Linked DNA regions of Mus musculus: all the other regions are linked to region 1. A link is a contact called in public HiCAR-type and promoter capture Hi-C data. All regions are on one chromosome and are shown on one strand. The core of a region is the stretch at or near the end of the contact, and the rest is flanking DNA. Distances in the headings are between cores, read along the strand shown.

Region 1 (3,473 bases), core at 491-2,990:
TCAAGACGCTGTGCTCAATGAGATATACTGAAGTTAAAATCAACTTCTCAGTCTTCCACTGTGGCTAAATGATATGAAAGCCAACACATTTTTCTCAGACCCAAATGCTTTCTTATCCTTTCAGAGCCAACAAATAGTGAGTTCAGTAGGGCGATCATGGTGTCCTCCTGCACTTCCTGAAGTCCATTAGAGGTCACCAGCCACTTTACAGCCTCTAGAACCATGCTCCTCCTTCACCCTACCCCTGGAAAATATGGTAGGAACACATCCCAGCTCCTTCGAAAATACTGGTCAGAAGAGAAATTCTGAGCTACGGAAAATTGCTCTGCCTCCAATAATCTCCAGAGACTGGGGTCCCAAATGCATGGAAATTTTAACCCAAAATTGACATGCCCATTAGCCAAAGGCTGTCTCAGTACCCAGTGGCATCTACCACTAAAGATCTATCTATGGGACTAGCAGTCCCAACAGCAGGGGCATCCATTTATTGTAATTTTCAAGTCAGCCCTGTACACATTCTGCGGCAGGCAGCCATGAAACTGTTTACAGCCCAGGGAGACTCCCTGTTATGCCAAGTGCTCCATGTGCTAGCGCTGCCCTCAGATCTCCTACCGCTCGCAGAATGATTGTATTTAAGCTTGAAGGTGCTTACAGTTCCACACCAGATAAGCAGGTAAGCAGGTTAAGGCTGCATCAAAACTGAACAGGGTTACACCAAGCTTCTGCAACTGCAGCCTCCTAATAATGTTGACATTTATAAAGAAGAGTAAGAGAGAACTAACCTTTTAGGTAAAGATGAGGTTAATAGTTAATGTTCCAGCATCATTACCCATAAACCAATTAGGCGTTTATAAAAGTGTACCTTAGTATTTCTACAGAGCTTTATTCTATTGTTACGAATGCACTGATTGCAGTTAGACTCTTCCTATGGGCTTTAGCAGATTGTTTATATCCATAACACTGGTGACTCACAGCACTTTGCTTTTAGCATCGAAATGATGGAAGGAAAACGCTTTCTTTCCCTTCCCAATTTAACCCTCCCATCAACTCTAAATGGCTCCTTACAAGTGGCCAGGTGACCGTGAAACGCCTTAGGGGGTTAGAGGATGAGAGAGGACGCTTGGACCTTTGGGCGGCGGGACCTAGGGGCTGGTTCCGGAACCCCCTTTGAGCCAGCCCTACCCGGGCTAGCTGCCCTGGTCAGTGCCCGCTTCGGGGGCCCTCTCTCCGGCTCACCTAATGACCAGGAGTTCGTGGAGCAGATACGCAGCCGCGGCCAGCAAAGCTCCCCCGGTCAAATAAAGGGTTTTCTTCCACCAGGGATCCGAGCCCAGCCCTGCCATGATCCCACCGTAATCCTGCAAAGGGAAAGCGATGATGTCCCCATAAAAGGAGAAGGGCTCCTCGGACCCGGCCCACCAGCCGAAGAAGGAGATGCTCTGGTTCCAGCTCAGGTCCACCACGCACGGCCTGGACGAGGCAAAGCCAACCCCCCAGTGCATGCTGCGCGGCTGGCTCCGGGCGCCCCTCCCAGGGCCCGCGCCGCCCGCATGGGAAGAGGCCGGCGCCCGGGCGAGCGGGCGGGTTCAGCGGTGCGCAGGGGGCGCGGGCGGAGGCGACGGCGGAAGGACGCGGACGGCGAGCGGAGATCTGGGATGGCTGGGCCCCCGGGCCCGGCGAGGCAGCGGCGGCCGCCGGCCTCCCTGGCCGAGGCCTCTCGCAGGCGCTCTTTGTGTCAGCGCGTGGAAAGGGCCACGTGATGTCATTGCTCCCCTGGGCCCGGCAACAGAGGCGGGATAATGTCACCTACCCCGCGCCCTGCCCCCGCCCCGCATCCCCGCGGTGCGCTGCCTCTGCTCGGCCGCAGCTGCGGGGCTGGACGCCCGGGCTCGGGGAGGCGGGCGGCGCGGGAGGCTGCGATGGCTGCGGCTGAGCCGAGCCCAGAGCCGCCGCCCTCGGTTCCACCCGCTCCCGCCCGCAGGCGCCTTGCGGAGCGCAGGGAACTCACCTGCCCTGAGCCACAGACCGGAAACCTTGGGCCAGGGCAGATTAAGGTCGGGAGCGTCTGTCTGCTCTCATTGCTTTAAAGAGCTCAGGTAAGCACAGTCACCTAGGTCCCAGGCAAGGTGCTGATGAAGTGATTGAGGTCCGCCTTGACAAATAACAGCAGAAAGTACTCTAGGTGAGAAATCTTCCCACCTTGGAAATCGTTACCAAGGATATCGCTGATACAGGATGGTCCCTTTGGGTGCTGAAAATTTGTAAAATAAGCAACTGTGTATTAAATGGTTTTCCCACTCTGGGTAACCCTGAAGAGATCGATTAGAGATTGGATTTAGGGCCTTATACATGGCAGGCACGCTCTCTACCAACATGGAATGTTCTAGATCCTTTAAATCCTTAAATGTAGACCATGTGTTCTAGCCAGAGCATGGGCAGTTTCAGTTTAGAGGAAATAAAAATATTGAAGACATATGATTTGTCACAATTTAAAATTCAAGTATGACTATAAGAATACATCTGTCCCCCAATACAGTAGAGACTGGGGTGCTGATGAAAGGGGCTCCCATTTCCTGGATTTCACCCCCTTAGAATAAACAGGTTGTACAGTCATGCTAGAAATAAAACAAAAGATTGTTTACCACCATAGCTAGAGAAGGAGGCCCTACCCAAGTTGTCACGAATTTTAGGGTCATCCCAAAGGGAGTTAAAGACCTCTCAGGATGTGTAGTCTGACATGAACTTCCATGAGAAGGAGACAGCAATCAGCCCAATGCAGTGACAGAGGAGGCCAACAGAAGGCCAGCCTGGGCCAGATACCAAGGAGCTACAGGGTGTCATCCCCCACACACTAACACAATACACACATCCTGCAAGGCACTGCAGCACTAGGTGGGACTAGGGGCATCCTCTCCCACTGAGACAAGATGAGGTGGTCCATTTAGGGGTGCGGGATCCACAGGCAGGCAACAGGCCCTGCACCAGTTGTTGGGGGACTGGAAGACTGACTCTTTAAAGAACCGCTTCTTTTCTTTCGTTTTTTCAAGGCAGGGTTTCTCTGTGTAGCCCTGGTTGTCCTGGAACTCACTCTGTAGACCAGACTGGCCTCGAACTCAGAAATCCGCCTGCCTCTGCCTCCCAAGTGCTGGGATTAAAGGCATGTGCGACCACTGCCCTGCTAAAAAACAAAACAAAACAAAAAACAAAACAAAACAAACTGCTTCTAAATGCGGAATGGACACTCGGATCTCAGATTTGACTGGCAGTAGCTATGCAGTCCTGCCTCATCTCTAAAGGCAGAGCGGGTAGGAGCTAAACCTGAGCGATAAGACCCTCCACTAGGCACTGGAAGGGTGTGAAGATTCCAGATGGAGAGCCACCACCTTTACTCCTTCCCTACAATCACAACTGAGTTTGTCAGTTTTGGTAATTCCTCCCAGTCAAAAGAATGGAATATACCTCTGGCCCTGGGC
Region 2 (3,473 bases), core at 583-3,082, 3.0 Mb before region 1:
AGAAAAAGAAAAAGAAAAAGAAAAAGATGAAACAAAAACCAAACAACCAATAAGTCTATAAACAGAAGTCAGAAAATTAGTAAATAAATTATAGTTAGGTGACTGGCACCTATTTGAAGAGGTTAAACTGGTCACTTCAACAGACTAAATACCAAGTATAATATCAAATAAGTATCTTTACACAAAAATCACACACACACACACACACACACACACACACACACTCACATGCACCTCATACTTAGCATAAATGGGAAACCCTCCTTCCAAGTATTGCTGAGCTTAAAAATAATACACTATGGCCAACAATCAATGTATCTTTATTGTGTGAAAATCTGGTACTAACTAAATCCTACTGTCACTATTAAATTATGAATATTATAGAAGTAGCTGTAATTGCAGTCTTTTGCTCAGTATTAGATAATACAAAAAAGTTTTGTAATGAAAACAAAAAACAAAAAAAACTTTGAGGGCTGTGGCTGGTACTTCCTCTTCATTTAATCTAATTCTTTGCCTTCCAGGCTGCAACTTCAATTTGCACTCCAGGCCCAGGGTTAAATGTCACTTCCTCAGAAGCAGCCTTTCATCTTCCCCAGCCCGTAATTACATTATAGTTGTACAGCTGCTCATCCACGGAATGGTCTGTGGTCCGCAACGTACCATGGGCCTCAGAGAGTAATTACTGTTTTAATCACTACACACAACACTTACACCTGACACAGGAGACATACCCATCATTCCAGCATGCTATATTAACTTACATATAATATTACATATCCTGTTGGGACACATCCTCAAAACTATGAACGTGCCCCCACTCCAAACCCCCAAACACTGAGGTTGTCATTAAGAGCATCTTAATTTACAGAATATGAAATAGCTCTCAAAGTCATACTGGTCACTCAGAAAACCACTAAAAAATGCCGTAACCCAACCCTACAACTTCTGCAATAAACAATTCACACAGGTCCATCCAATCAATCCCTTCACAGGTCTTTCGGTATACCCTAAGTATACCCTAAGTATACCCTAAGTATACCCTAAGTATCGAAGGGGGTCCAGGCCTGCCTGTGTCTAGCTGTCTGTGCTCTACACTGACTGCTCCCCTCTACACACACACACACACACACACACACACACACACACACACTTTGCACTTTCACTCGTTGCCCTCTTTTTCTTGATCACTTTCTCAGACCTCCAAAATAAACTGCCAACTTAATTAACGTATACATTACCGGCAAGGCAGGCACCGGATCTTTGGAATCGACATATACATCTCTTAGCAATGACAGCAGCTTGTTATCTTTTTTAGAAACAACTTCTTCGATTTCTGGATACTCTAAGGAAAGAAAATAAGCCATAGTATCTTTTTTTTTTTTTTTTAAGGAAAAAAATCTCTAAACTCGTAAACATGTACAATATTAAAAAAAAAAATCATCTGGACATCTTGGGGCAAACACTTGGACGAGAGTCTGCGTGCAGCCTGCGCAGACGCCGGGAGAGAGCGCGGGCTGCCTTGGGCTCCGGGATTCCTTCCAGCCGCCACCACCCGGGGCCCGCGCGGGGACGACCTCAATGTCACCGGAGGCCTGGGAGGGACTGCACTCACGACTCCGGTGCTCCTGCAGGAGGTCGCGGGTAGAAGGGTGCTTGGGTGCCATGGAGGGCTTCCTCTTGCTGATCTCTCGCTCCGCTCGCTTCTCCACGTTGAAGTTCCTTAAGGCGCGGGTCACGCGAGCCCCCATCTCTAAATCATGATGCCCTTAGTTCACTACGCACGTGTAGAAGCCACCGGCACCGGTGACCTCTGTACGCACGGAGCATGCGCACACCAGGGGCCAGGCACCGGTAAAACGCCGAGGACGCGCTCGTCGCCCCCTGGTGGCCGGGAGGACGCACCCTGGACTCCGCCCCGCCCACCCTTCCGCACAGGCGCATGCGCAGACATCTGGGCGTTGTCAGGGACGCCGGCCGGCGACTCCGGAGTCTTTAAGGATGAGCTGCTGTGATCCCACGGTTGCAAAATCCCGAGTAGCCAGTGTGGAGCGGAGATCTTCCAACCTCTTCAGAGGGCAGAGCGCAGGGTCAAGGTTCTGAATTTACCTGCCCATGCTTTTGAGAAATTGAGAATATTTGTTCTCAGCCGCAATTCCATTCTAACAGCCCTTATTTTCCTGTCCCTTGCCTGGAGCTTTCTGAGCCAATTTTGTGTTGGTTTTGTTTGTTTGTTTTAACTCTTTCACTATCTTGACATACCATTTTCCTGCCACTTTGTCCCTAGTGCTATGAGTTTTAGGCTTTCCTTCCCCTTCTCTCATAAGTAGTACTAACTTGACATACTCCTCCATTAGCGCTGAATCACCGTGCTCTTCTCAGCCCCATTTCTCAGCTCTACTGCCTCTCGAGTCTCTGTAATCTTGGCAAACCCTGGTGTAACTTAACGCTGTATTTGGAAAAAGAAAAAAAAAATCTACGGTACACATTCTATCTTCCTTTCCCCTTCTCTTCCACCCACCCTTTGTCTCTTCCTTCTTTTACGTTTCCGAAAGTATTCAATGTGATTGGCCCATAGTTTTTAAAGCCCACCAGCAAGAAAATAAGTTTTCGAATTAATATTTTTCCCAGACTGTGGTTGTGAAATCTATTAAAGATTTTAGCCTGGTTGGTTAGGTGAATAGATTAGTTGTGTCTAACCAACTTAAAGAAAAAAATTAGGGGGAGGGGTTTTCATTTTTTTAAGGACTATTACTAATTAAACTGTTTCATAATAGAGAAAACACTAGAGGGGTAAAGTTCTCACTGTTGCTTATGAAACCTGTCTCTGGAGATGGGTTATGTAGAAGCTAAAACCGTGTTCAGTGAGTTAATTTGTTAGTTATCCTGAAGGTGGCAGTCTGCTCCAAGATTTCCATCTGAGAGCTTTTTAAACAAGTTCATAACTGGGTGCCTTTTTTTTAAAACCAATTTCTCTGGACATCAAGAAATGTTCCTTGGCCTCATTAAGTCTGTTCTGTGCTTTAAGAATTATAGTAGCAATTCCACTCACTGCCTGCTAAAGTATTTTAAATTTTCATGTGATTCCACCAAACTTAGGGCTACATGAAAGTAACCTTACACAAGAGTTTCGAGTGAGTCCAGGACAGCAGATAGTACAAAATTAAAGATCTGTGAATTTCTACACGCAGGAAAGCTTGGATTTGACACTGGAAGAGACAGTGGCAGGTGAGCCTATTGTTTTATCTAGCCTTGGCCTGGGGTTACTCAGACCCTTAAAGACCAAAACAAGGCAGAGAGGCTCCAGCAGAACCCACCTTTGGCTATCTTACTTTGGTAATCAGAATGGAAACAAAATCCTGGACCATAAATCCATAATTTCAGCTCTTCTTGTCAAGACATACAATGTAGCAGAAGGTCTGAACTTAAGATTTTCTTTCTGGCTTCTGCCTGAGGATTGAAGGCAGACCCTCAAG
Region 3 (3,473 bases), core at 419-2,918, 2.9 Mb before region 1:
ATCATTGAGTCCCCTTTCTGTGCCCTAGCTTTGATAGTATTAGAAAGCACTATGCTAGCTTCCAAGGGAGGGAAGAAGTTAATAGTTAATGCCCAGCTGTGATGCCTATGACCCACAATGATCATCATGGCAAGATATACATACACATACAGTAAGTGGTACTCACATGCTGTTAGGAACCAACAGCTGTCAAATTGGACTTAAGGCGCTTTCACCAGGGGGCAAAGCAGGTTTGTGCCAGAAACCTACCCAAGCTAGTGAGGTCACAGGTCTTAGAAGATAATCTATTACTACCCCTTTGTCAAGCCAGCATAATTTCTTAACTACGTTTAAAACTATCCTTATGCCTACAAATAAGTGTAGCTCTCACCCCTTAACATAGAAGCATCTTTTTACAGCAAATGGAGACCATCACAGGAAAACACAACTGAGCATAGATTAACAGATCAAGAGACCTCAGCTTCAATGGACATAGCACAGCACAGCTCCTCTGCAGCTCAGGGGCCACGCGCGCAGAAGCAGAGGAAAGATTGTAAGAGCCCAAATACTAGGAACTTTAGCTTTCCTGGAAATGGCTTCATAAACAAGACCTTACAAACTGACACCATCAGTAAGCATGCTAAAGCTGAAGATGCAGCGTCTTATGTCTTGACACCATTGTTAATATTTTGAGGGTCATAATGCTTTCACATTTGATCTTCCAGCATAAAATGAAGAAGCAGTTGCTTAAGAAATATTCTAGAGTCTAGCACTAACCTTCTTTGCAGTCAGGTGTAATACTTTTCTCTGCATATACTCTGGTGTCCAGGAGTGTTAGGTCAGCATCCGTTAGTCCAATATGGAAATCGTGGCATTAAAGAGCGGAGACAGGCAGATCTCAGAAGACCAAACACATCTCAAACTCTTGTGGGTCTAAAAGTGGAAAATGATTGCTGAACCATTGGTTTGAGAAAAATTAAGAAATCAAAACGGATCTAGGCCTCTCTGCTAGCTCCAGTGTATGGAAGAACACAAACCTTTCCGTTTTGTAGAATTCCTGGATATATTTTAAGTCTTGCAGTATTTTAATTCACTCGTGTCTACTAAGTATTTCTCTCCAACTTCAAGTCTACCACTCTTGACTTCACATTCGACCAAGGTTTCCAATTCAGAGGTGCAGTATTACTTATTAAAATTATTCATTTTCCATAAAAGGGAGTTTCTCAGCGTGTTTACACACTGCCCCTCAGCTATGCCAAGCCTGGTAATTCAACAATGGTGTCAGCGTTTTAGTGCTGTCTAGTGATAGTCAAATACTCCCTCTTCGCTCTGGTTCAGGACAAGTCTACCTATGCAGGCTATGGTTTCTTAAAAAGTTGCTCCACACTTATCCTCAAAGGTACATTATTAACAAGAATTCTCAGAAGGCCACAGCAGGCTATTCTGGGCTAGTGCCTCTGAATAAGTCAGCCAAGTCAGGGACAGGGGAGCGCGCTCCATGGGGAAGGTGGCACCTGCAGGCTTAGACACTTCCAGCCCTAGGAGGCCTGGGACCAGGATTTAGTGTCAGGGCCATAGTAGCAGCAGAGGCCTGCGGGAGTAGCAGGCTGTGCGCGTGACCCGCGACAAGCGGCTCGGGTGCGGGAGCGCGGAGAGGGGGACTTCCGGGGAGCGCGCGTGTCACGGGCGAACGCGGCGGGGCGGGAGCGCGCACCGGCAGGAGGGCGGAGCGGCTGTGAGGGGAGGCTGGAGACCGGCTGCTGGGAGGGTAGAGCGGGCCGGGTCGCACGCGCCACCTGCGGGGCTGGCTGGCTTTCTCTTCCTGCCGACACATCCCGGTCCCTCTCCGAAGCCCCTGGAGTTCGGGAGCGCGCGGGGTAGCGCGCACACCGACTCGCATCCACACACACGCCAGAGCGCGCGATCATCACTGCTGCAGCCCGGGCAGGGCAGACGGAGCTGCTGCAGTTTCCCCAGGGTCGAGAGGAAAGCAGAGCTGTCTTGCCTGGCAGAGAGCCTGGTGCCCGCTGGAGCCCCTGGGGTATCAAGCCCAGCAGACTGCTCCCCTCCATCGGGTAAGCCAGTCTCTCTCCTTGTGACAGGTTCGGAATTAGTGTCAGCAGACCCATGGGAGAGGGTGGGAGGCTGCGGATGAGCCAGACCCGGCGAGACCTGGAGTTGCGGTTTCAGAAGATGCAGCCTCTGCTGGCAACGTCTAGCGGGAGCAATTACTACTCTGGTTACTTATTCTACCAACCTAGAGTTGCAACCCCCTCCCCCAACCCGGTATGCACTATGCTTCCTGGTTGCCAAGGAGACGTGTTTAAACATCAGCCTTGGGACATACATTGGAAGAAGTGATTTCTTAGATCCTTTTTATTTTGACTTAAAACAAAGTAGTATGTGCATTGAGGACCTTGTGGCAACTTAGCAGTCGTTAATTTGTATTCAGACAGTGGTTTCATTCAACTTTAAGAAAGTGACTATACGTATGCGATTTTTTTTAAAGGACCCGTCAGTCAGATGAGTTTTTCAATGGATTGTGTCTTACATGGTAATTTACTACCATCTTGGTGACCTTAAAAGAAATTTAATTTAGAAGCTGCCCTTTCCTTCTGTTTCCAGTTCTAGTTTGCATTTCACTAGTATTAAATTAACTGTAAGAGCAGATGATTTTTATTGTGGCTCCCACACCGGGAAGCTTTTCTGTTGTAAATTGGCCAGAAGGGGAACAGCGCCTGTGAATTTCTAAGGCAACAGTATAGATGACATTCACTCACGACATACAGCGTTTCTGACATTTCTGTGTCCACTGCAGCCCGTTTGTGAAATTCCATCTTCCAGCCTAATTGGTTGATTAGAAGTTAAAGCTTCGTTTCTATGTTGATAGAGGTAGACATGAAGTGCTTGCCCTGGCATACTGTCCTAGAACAACGCTCACATTAGAATTTTGTTTTCTTCTGGAATACGGAAGAACCCTTTCCTAAAATGAGGCCCATGAAGGACACCATACGCCTGACCTCACAGGAGTCCCTCGTACCTGGACTGACTAGGGCTGATTTTTCTTTTCCTCTCAGATGTTTAGTGAGTGAACGTGAGGACCTCAGAAATGCAGTCATTATACTCTGTGCTAATCCCAATCCTTTCATTACAAATAGAATAGCTTAGTGGAGATCCAGCTGCATTCAACAGTTCATTTTGCTTTCTTTTCATATCCATTTTCCTACTTCTTGCTAAGTAAGGGAGTCGTACCACATTCTTTAATTTAGATTTTGAGTTCTGTCAAATGACATGGTAACCGGGGGAGGGGGAGGGGGAGGAAGGGGAAGCCAAATAATGACAGGTAATAGGCAAAGGGGTTTGTGACACCCAGAGAGCACTGACAGTGTGTAATGACGGCGAACAGCTGACAGTATGGTCTAGAAAGCACTTCCCAGTAATGCCTTTCTGGAGCCTCACAGTCACCATGAAGCCAAACCATCACTCACTCTCAG
Region 4 (3,473 bases), core at 329-2,828, 2.4 Mb after region 1:
GCGTGTGGAAGCAGAACTTCCTCCTTTTATCCTCAGAAACTGAACTTTCAAAACAAAAAACAAACAAACCAGAACCAAAACATACACAAAACTTGAAAAGCTGGAGGGGTGGCTCATTGCTTAAGAGCGCTAGCTCGTCTTCCAGAGGACCAGCACTGACATGGTAACTAGGTGCTAGGCATGCATTTGGTGCAATACATACATGCATCCAGGTGAAACACATAATACACAACGATTGAATTTTTAAAAGGGGAGAAAGGAAGTTAGGTTGTTGGTTTAATTTTCACACCTGGAGTACTAGGACTCAGAAGGCTTAAAGCAAGAAAACTACTTGGGGTGTATATTAAACTCAAGCCAAGCATAGCCACTTAGGGGAGTCCTGGCAACACAAGTAAACAAGCACGTCCACAAAACAAAACCCTAAGATATTAAAGGAGGCCTCAACAGTCAAAGCCTGACTAAACCTCAGGAGAGATCTTAAGTTAGACACCCAGGTAAGCCATATCTAGATTCCTGACCTACACACGCCATGGATAGTAACTGTTTCTTTATAACAGGCATTTATAGGCCGTACTTTAGGGTTTAAAATTAGCAAAATAGTTATGAGAAATATATCTTAGGGACCGATGTCATCCCTTTTCAAGAATACAGTCATAGCCTGTCTAATAAAAACAGCAGAACTGAGACAATTTTTAAAAATCTGAACAGCTTTGGCGTGCATAAAAAACAAGAAACTGAAGGATAATTACTGAAAAATAAATTTTCTCATTTATTGACAATTTCAAAGTTACATCACAAATATTTTTGCCCCCAGGTGCGAGGCAAAGGCTTATTAACACAGAACTTACTTTTTTCTTTCTTTCTTTCTTTCTTTCTTTCTTTCTTTCTTTCTTTTTTTTTTTTCCTTCTCCTGTTTATTTTGGGACAAGCGCTTACTAAATGGCCCAGACTAGCCCTGAACTGGCTCGACACATCCCAAGCCAACCTTGAATTTGCGATCCTCCTTCTCTGGACTCTCCAGTAGTTGGGACTACAGCATTGAGCCACCGGGCAGAGCTGCCCGAGGTAATAACCTGAGTCCAGAGACGGTCGACTTTCTCAAAACGGTCAAAGTTCTTTCACCTTCCCGTTCTATTTTGGGACTGGAAGGGCAGAGAGGACGCACCCCTCAGTCATGAGGCCAGCTGTCTCAGCGGAGGTTTGCAAAGCGGAAGCTCCACGACCCTCGGGCCGGGTGCCGCACCTCCAGACCTGGCGATGGGGGCGCCCCCGACGCCCTGCTTGATGGAGCGAGCAGGACCAGGACAGCGGGTTACCTCGCAAGCGCGGACTCCCCAGGCGCCACAGCGCCCACGGCTGCCCCAGGTCCTCGTCTGCTGACAGACGCGGAGTGGAGGGAGACGACGCCACAGTCGCGAGGACAGCGCCATGACTGACAGCTTCCCAGCGGGACTGACGACGCGCTGGAGGACCTGACAAAACGGGGCGGGGCGAAAGTCAGCTCCGGAACGGAGTTCCAGAGGTCGGCCAGCACCACCTCCTTCACGCCGGCCCGCAGCTTCCGGGCCTCGGTTTCCAGAGACCGGAAATAACTCCGGGTGGGAGAAATGGGTGGAGGGGAACCATCACGCATGCGCACAACAGGCTCAGGCGAGGGACGAGAGCCCTCCTCTGGCTGTCAGCGACTGTCCATTGTAGCTTTTGTGGTGGTTGTGGTTGTGGTTGTTGTTGTTTTGTTTTGTTTTGTTTTGTTTTGTAGTTTTTCTATAACGTCCTAAAGTCTTCAACAGTAAAGTGAATCCTGGCACTTATGGTACTTTTTGAAAATAAGTACTTGAATGAATTACATTATCTTACATAAGGAGGAGGGTGGAAAAACACATCCAGAGCCTGGAGGTGGTGGGAACTAAGAGAAAGAAACAAAGCCCCATGAGACTTAGTCAGGAAATACCAGAAAAAGAAGTCCTACCATAGCCAGAGCTCAGAGTGCTTCTCTAGCTTGCATGAAGTCCTGGACTCAGTTCTCAGCACTGCATTCGATTGGAGTGGTAGCCTATAATGAATGCCAGCGTTCGAGAGGTGGTCACATAAATCAGGAGTTCAAGGTCATCCTGAGCTATATAATGTGCTGAGTGCTAGCATGGAATCCCGGACACCCTGTCTCAAAAAAGAAAAAAAAAAAGTTGATTGTTTTAATCTCAGCGCTGTTGTATTGATTTAAAGATAGCCTGAACTACTCAGTGAATTCCAGTCTAGTCTGAACTACTGAGTGAGACTGTTAGACTCTGCATCTTAAGAATTCAGATAGATACCCCAGTTCTTTCCTGGGTAGGGACACATAAAAAATAAGACAGGTTATATCCGAGAGAGAGAGAGAGAAATCAGATTTTAATTTAACTTTTATTTGTTGTCTTAAATTACTTAAATACCCATTTACTAAAGGTGCTATGTGGTGCTGGGACCCTTCATGTCCTTTAACCGTTATGCTATTCATCGTTAGGTGTAGATAGGAACTGCAAGTTATAAATGAGGAAGATGTGCTTCAGTACGAGTTTGAATTCTCCAGAATCAAATCGCTCATGCCCGTGAGAAAAGGGATAGAACATGTGTTTGGAGCAAGCTTCCCAGGTGTAGAGACATGAGACATTGCTTTTGCTATTACATACATCATGTTCATTTCAGTGATGATGGAGAAATGTGCCTGTAAATATTTTTTTCAGGAAGTAACAGAATCTTGGGGTTCACAAACTTTGCACTAAACTTTGGCAAATCCAAAAGACACACTCTCTTTGCTTTGTTTTGAAGCAGGGCAGGAATTTCTGGAGTTGGTACTGGAGTGACAAGGGCACTTTCTTCACTCCCCCACCCCCCACATTCTAGTTCTTATTCAATACTTAGATCTATCTCAGTATCCTAAATTTGTCTGGCAATCTTACTTGGTTTTCAATAGTTAGGCATCATTACTTTAGAGACTGAATAAAGTTCTGTTGGTAGAGTGCTTGCCTTGTTTCAATGAGAAGATAAAACTGCCTTCTGTCCTTTTGTCTCTGTGCTGTTCTCTTAAGTAGCCTCTTTTCCCTTGCCCCCCTCTTTTGGTGAGAGTTGGGCAAATTCTATTCTGTCAAATCTTTCTCATTTTGTCTACCTCTCAATTAAACCTTACTTTCAAACATGGGTGCTTTCTTCTACAAACTAAATTTGCCTTCATTGTTTGGGATTAAAGGTATGTGTCACAGGTAGAGCCATACCACAACTAGAAACAGATTTTTTTTTTCAGGAAGTAACACAATCTTGGGGTTCACAATATGATCAAATATCTTACAACACCTTTGCACACTGAGGCTCTTGATATGATTTTATCTGATTATTGGCAAGATATGACGATTTTGTGTGCATGTTTTTGAACCCAGGACCTTGAAAGTATGAGCTATACTATCAAGCATGTAATGGGATCTGTTCAAGAAGAAGATTGA

The links. Promoter capture Hi-C pulls out the DNA fragments that hold promoters and counts their contacts. HiCAR-type assays count read pairs that join an accessible place to other places. Capture Hi-C pulls out chosen DNA fragments and counts their contacts.
Region 2: a contact with region 1 is called in a promoter capture Hi-C map of the 3T3-L1 cell line, with 12 times the contacts expected there. The contact joins the promoter of Ndufaf4 here to the promoter of Faxc in region 1. A contact is called at or near these places in 2 of 39 promoter capture datasets (the 3T3-L1 cell line and cranial neural crest) and 1 of 115 datasets of contacts at active chromatin or transcription factors (astrocytes).
Region 3: a HiCAR-type map of astrocytes shows a contact between it and region 1, with 6 times the contacts expected there. The contact joins the promoter of Klhl32 here to the promoter of Faxc in region 1. A contact is called at or near these places in 2 of 39 promoter capture datasets (hippocampal neurons and liver) and 3 of 115 datasets of contacts at active chromatin or transcription factors (astrocytes, embryonic forebrain and forebrain).
Region 4: a promoter capture Hi-C map of liver shows a contact between it and region 1, with 2.9 times the contacts expected there. The contact joins the promoter of Rmdn1 here to the promoter of Faxc in region 1. A contact is called at or near these places in 1 of 39 promoter capture datasets (hippocampal neurons), 1 of 115 datasets of contacts at active chromatin or transcription factors (astrocytes) and 1 of 9 other capture datasets (liver).

What each region holds. Positions count from the first base shown.
Region 1 is chr4:21,929,593-21,933,065 of GRCm38.p6, reverse strand. It overlaps Faxc (failed axon connections homolog), which reads right to left and starts at 1,740. Exons shown (of 6, transcript NM_175234.4): 1 at 1,237-1,740. The coding sequence starts at 1,502.
Region 2 is chr4:24,896,442-24,899,914 of GRCm38.p6, reverse strand. Ndufaf4 (NADH:ubiquinone oxidoreductase complex assembly factor 4) reads right to left here and starts at 1,832. Exons shown (of 3, transcript NM_026742.4): 1 at 1,613-1,832; 2 at 1,239-1,342. The coding sequence starts at 1,748. It overlaps Gm46848 (a long non-coding RNA gene), which reads left to right and starts at 1,793. Exons shown (of 3, transcript XR_001784261.2): 1 at 1,793-3,225.
Region 3 is chr4:24,849,319-24,852,791 of GRCm38.p6, reverse strand. Klhl32 (kelch-like 32) reads left to right here and starts at 1,668. Exons shown (of 11, transcript NM_001163020.2): 1 at 1,668-2,054. It overlaps Gm31379 (a long non-coding RNA gene), which reads right to left and starts at 1,731. Exons shown (of 3, transcript XR_390445.4): 1 at 1,017-1,731; 2 at 757-912.
Region 4 is chr4:19,573,171-19,576,643 of GRCm38.p6, reverse strand. It overlaps Rmdn1 (regulator of microtubule dynamics 1), which reads right to left and starts at 1,578. Exons shown (of 10, transcript NM_025476.6): 1 at 1,317-1,578. The coding sequence starts at 1,430.